Regions from separate parts of the Rattus norvegicus genome. Here region 1 is linked to region 2. A link is a contact called in public Hi-C data. All regions are on one chromosome and are shown on one strand. The core of a region is the stretch at or near the end of the contact, and the rest is flanking DNA. Distances in the headings are between cores, read along the strand shown.

Evidence for each region. Hi-C and Micro-C count contacts between places; a contact is called where the count stands out from the background.
Region 1: a Hi-C map of kidney shows a contact between it and region 2, with 3 times the contacts expected there. The contact joins the enhancer-like site here to the promoter of Cables1 in region 2. A contact is called at or near these places in 3 of 12 Hi-C or Micro-C datasets (hepatocytes, kidney and psoas muscle).

What each region holds. Positions count from the first base shown.
Region 1 is chr18:3,462,803-3,465,502 of GRCr8, forward strand. The region is part of intron 14 of Tmem241 (transmembrane protein 241); the gene reads right to left. Among named protein-coding and RNA genes, the nearest start is that of Cables1, 110 kb to the left of the region's middle. Within about 2 kb of position 1,364, at least 34 of the 93 cell types and tissues checked have an H3K27ac peak or open chromatin away from gene starts, as enhancers often do. A contact at or near this core is called in hepatocytes and kidney, where this site is marked.
Region 2 is chr18:3,350,269-3,352,968 of GRCr8, forward strand. It overlaps Cables1 (Cdk5 and Abl enzyme substrate 1), which reads left to right and starts at 1,384. Exons shown (of 10, transcript NM_001415691.1): 1 at 1,384-2,378. The coding sequence starts at 1,648.

The DNA of each region.
Region 1 (2,700 bases), core at 114-2,613, 110 kb after region 2:
CCAGGTTCCGTTCCCAGTCTCTACAAGGTGGCTCCTTACCATCTAACTCCAGTGCCAGGGGATCTGATGCCCTCTGCTGACTTCTGCAGACACTAGGCACACACGTGCTATACATACATGGGATCTGATGCCCTCTGCTGACTTCTGCAGACACTAGGCACACACGTGCTATACATACATGCAGGCAGAGCACTCAGACACATAATTAAGTAAATAAGTAGTAATCTAAAAACAGTTTCCAGAGACCAATTTACCATTCCAGACCAGATCCTTCTGGGGAGAATAAAGAGACACTTGACTAGCACTTGCCAAATGCGGTCCTCAGAATCACCCATGGGGCTTGTAAAACTGAGACTCCTTGTAATTCCAGAATCCCTGGAGGTGAGCATCTGGGACTCCACAGCTTACCCAGGTGGCATTTTTTCCCCAAGCTTGACAACCACAGCCATAGAGGTGTCAAGGTATCATAATAAAACATGTAGAAGACAGTCAAGGATTCTGGTGTAGGAAGAGGAAAGACATAGGCAAAGAAATGTTGGGTGCACATCTTTAATCCCAGCACTTGGGAGGCATAGGCAGGCCGATCTCTGTGAGTTCAAGGCCAGCCTGGTCTACACGAGGACAGCCAGGACTACACAAAGAAACCCTGTCTCCAGAAACACAGACAACAAAACCGTAAAGTGAATCATAAATCCTAGCTGGCCTGAATAAAAGGCACTCAGTCCGGGCATTTTATTTACAAGCTGTCAGCCTAGACTGGGAGTTTGGAGCGATCCTAACTTATTTCCTAGCCCATGTCCCCTGTTACTTGCTGTTTTCATGGCCACGTGCTCATGGCATCTCCTCTCATGGCTGGCCTCCTCCACTCTCCGACTCCTTTCTTCTGTCTCCTCTCTATGAAAGCCCGCCTGTCTCTACGTACTAGAGGTAGAGGCTCTAGCCTTCTGTTGATCAGTTAAATTGGAGTGCGAGGTTTGTATAGCATCTGCTGGTGTACAGGAGGAGCAGACCATGGGAGCCAGCATTTAGCATCTGAATAGAAGCAGCACCAGGACCAACCCACTGCACAAAACAAACAAACAAACAAACAAACAAACAAGGATGCTGTGGCAGCTAATGGGCCACACGGGCCACACAGCCAAACAGGAGAAACACAGTGGGAAGCAGACCCTTGTGCCCTCCCAGTCGGGGAATCATTTGTTATGATGTCAATTCCAGTGTCTGCAGAGCAAACTGTAAGCGCTCAGAAGACACTCAGAGGTGATGCCAGCTGCTCTGAGTCCAGAGCTTCAGGCTGTGCTACAGACAGATGGATGACTGGAGCCATGTGAGTTCACAGCAGTGCCACCGGAGAAAGTGGGGTGATGGAGCAATTATGAATGGAGTGACTGAGCACAGCCAATCACAGCTAACCATGACCTCATACCACAAAACCACTGCTCTAAAAACCCGGCCTCGCCAAGAGTCAAATATTGACCAATGCCCTCATTTACATGGTACAAACTAAGCCACTAAAAGGACACCTGCATGACAGGAACAGCCACAGCCCACTGGGCCACACAAAGCAGCAGTTCAAGCACTGAACCCTGCCTGCTGCACCTTCTCCATGCACTCGGGAAACGTGCTTCCTCTTTCACTGTCAGTGAGTCCAACCATCGCAGAAGGAGCAGGCAGTTAGGAGAAGACCTGAGTCTTCAGAGACATAACACCTAGTGACAGGGCAGAGGAGAAGGCATTTACAAAGACGAGGAGGCGTGGGGAGTGAGGGGAAGATGGCTGGGAGAACGGCACGGCCCAAGAAGCCAGGACAAGGACTGATTCTCAGGAGAAGGCAGCAGTGCTTATGAGATGCGGGAGTCGCAGCGTGAGTCAAAGACAAGAACACTGCCAAAGACTCAGGAACGCTATTTTAGGGGTGTGAATGCAGACCCAAGCACTGGACAGGCCAGGAGACAGAAGGAGGTCGGCAAGGAGAGCTATGGCTTGGGGAGGTTTAGCTGTGAACAGGAGAAAGGGGCCGGAGAGTGTGTTGAAAGCCGAGAACCAAATGTCAACTCCCACAGTCAGTGTGCGTACAGCAGAGAAGCCTCTGCCTTTGTGAAACTGCTCCACGGCCTTGGGTCACTCCAGTTCACAGCTTGGAACTGGCCCTGTAAGGCCCAAAGACCCATCAACACAGTGGAAACAACAGCAGACCCCGAGAAACAAACTTTGAAACCACATGCCGTAGCCTCCACTTTAAACTCCTTCCTTTAAAAGTTTCCCCTAGAACCAGACCCAATTCTCAGCAAGAGCCTGTCTTCCCTACACTGAAACATGAAAACGTTCTTGTTCCTTCCCACTGCTGAATTAACTCAAACTTTGTCTCCTTGATGGATATGCTGGAGATTGGGGGCCAGGGGCGGGGTGGTCTCTACATACACAGAGGTGGTAAAGAAAAGCTTTCTTGTGTGTGCTTTCTAAATAGGAAAGACAGGGCATTTGTATCCAATAGAGAAGCTGAAGGTTAAGTGACTAAACACATCCCTGGATGTTCTCACTGGTGTGTGTCAACTTGACACAAGCTGGAGTTATCACAGAGAAAGGAGCCTCAGTTGTGGAAATGCGCCCTTGAGAATTTGAACACTGTCTTTAAGCTGGTGGCACTATTTGAGGAGGTGCTGCAGCCTTGCTGGAAGATGTACGTCGCTGGGGAGAGGC
Region 2 (2,700 bases), core at 134-2,633:
AAAATATTAAAAACCTAATGAAATTCAGAGTTGGTCACTGGGCTTTAACGTGAGTCGGCAGCAGACATAAGGCCTAAATATGGCCCAGAATGAAATATAAACAATTGTTCCTACAAACAGCCACGAGACCTGTTTGTCCCTGTACTTGTAATCCAAACCCCGCCTATCTCCAATGGGTTGGCCGCACATCTCCAAGCCGTGTACGCTTGCCCTCCGCTACATAATTTACTCTGCTGAACTTGAAAAGGAGTGGAATTTCAAAGTAGAGTTACCCATTAGTTCCAAGGTTAAATTTAAACCTCTAATTAAATTAATCCGTTCATCCTAAATACTTTTCTTCTTCCTTAGAGAAGTATCGCACGTCTTCTTAGGTGTCACAGAGCCTAATTCAGGGTGACAATTGTTCCATACAGTATGTAGTAAGTCACCCACGCCTAGAGAACTCAGCGGGGGCCTTCGGAAGTGGCTGGGCAGTCCAGAAGTTGCTCATCTTAAAAGCACTTGTTGGGGTTGGGGCTGGTTCTTCTTAGACCCAGAGTCACTGTGTCCCTAGGCAGGAACTCATCTTTCCGGAACATATAACCAGGGGCCAAACAGAAGAATATCAGTCCGTTTATAGAAGAATAAAAGACTCGCAGACATTTGAGTGTAAGATTATTTTAACCTGCTCAGATCTTCACGGAAAGCGCAATACATTTTCAGAGACCGAGTGAAAACCCCAGCTGTCCTTTGCTAAGAGTATCAGGGGTGTGTATATTAACCAACCAGCTGGGCCAAATAGAAGGCGCTCACACACCCAAGCAACTAGGTAGGTGCCTTTACAGCTTGGCAGCCTCCCCCTGGGTCTGAGAAATAGTGGGGTCACATCCCAGTGATTAGCGGCACTTTCCGTGGGGTTGTCCACAGAGGACTCCCACGTAACTGTTAACAAGAACCGGTGTGTCCAGGCCCATGGGTAACGCCAGATTTGGTTATTGGGTCAGGTGCAAAGGCTCCAGGTGGTCGCCCCATAACTCTTCCAGGAGCACAAGCCTGGGCTGCGGCTCACCGGACTCTAGAGACACCCGCCGCTCTCCGCCCGAGCGTACAGGGGTGACGTGCTCGCCTCCAGCACCTGGCTTCCGCGCGCCCCAGGAATAGCTGGGACCGTGGGGATGGGCCCGATGAGCCCCCGCCCCGCCACGCGCCTGGGCTCTGCCTCCCTCCTCCTCTTTCACCTCCTCCTGCGCGGTCGCCTCCCGCCGCTGCGGCCTCCGCCTGCGGCTTTGTTTTCCTCCCAGGTCTCTTTCCCCACACGTGATACTGTGTTATTGCAAAGAGCGCTCTGGAGCGCGAGCGCGGGGCGCGCGCACTTATAAATACGGACCGCCCGGCCGGGAGCTCGTGATCGCGCGGCACGGAGGGCCCGGCCAGGCGCGCGTGGGTCCCGGACGCGGAGGGTGAGCCAGGCGCGTGTGGGTCCCAGCGGCGCCCGAGCGCCCAGGGCCGAGCATGGCCCGCCCGCGGGAGGGCAGGGCCGCCTCGCACACCGCCCGCGCCCCGCGCCCTGCCCAGCCCGGGTCGCCGGGGCTCGCGGCCGCCGCTTAGCACTCGGCACCCGCCACTCGCTTCTCCGGCACCGCGGAACTGACGCCGCACACGGACACAATGGCGGCGGCGACCGCCACCGCGGGCACGGCCGCTTGCAGCAGCAGCAGCAGCAGCAGCAGTCGCGGCGGCGGCACGGACGCCGCGGCCACCGGCGGGGTGCAGCCGCCGCCGCCTCCCGCCACCGCGCCGCCCGAACCTCTCCGTAAGCCGCGCATGGACCCGCGGCGCCGCCAGGCTGCTCTGTCCTTCCTCACCAACATTTCTCTGGACGGACGGCCGCCGCTGCAGGACCACGAGTGGGGCGGCGGCGAGGAGGGCGGCGCGGCCAAGCCCGGAGCAAGAGCTCGGTTCAGCCTGCTGGCCGCCGGCTGCAACGCGTTCTCAGCACCGGGCACGGCGGCCGCGCCGTGGATCGCCGGCTCCGGTTCCAGCCCTTGCCCGCTGCCTCCGTCCCTGGTCCCCCGGGTGTTGGGAGAGCCATCTCAGCCGCCCCGCTCAGCCCCAGCCGTCACTGGTGCTCAGCTGCAGTTGCCTGACGGGCCCGGAGGCGCAGGGCAGGAGGAACTGGAGGAGGACGATGCCTTCACCAACGTGCAGGTGCCACCGGCCAGCTTCTTGGGCTCCGGGACCCCCGGGAGTGCGAGCGGCAGTCGGGGCCGCCTCAACTCGTTCACTCAGGGAATCCTGCCCATCGCCTTCTCCAGGCAGAACTCGCAGAACTACTGCGCTTTGGAGCAGTCAGGCCAGGGTGGCAGCACTACCGCCTTGGAGCAGCTGCAGAGGTCCCGGTGAGTATCATGGACACCACGCACGCCCAGCTTTGCTGTGTCCGGATCACAGGAACCCCATTGGGGTCGCTCCCACCTTCCTGCTTCTGATTAGATACCGGGCTCCTGGGCAGAATCCCAAACCACTAGGACATCTGAAAGGGGAAGAGGCCCAGGGAGTGTGTGGCCACATGTGTGCACGAACCCGGCACTAAGCAGAACGGACGCACCATACTCCTGCTTTGGCCAGGGAGTTGGGGGTTGGAAGAAGCGGTTAAAAAGCGGAGCGTGGAGATCACTAGCTTCCTGAAAGCTCGTCTAGACCCGGAGGCGCGCGTCCCCA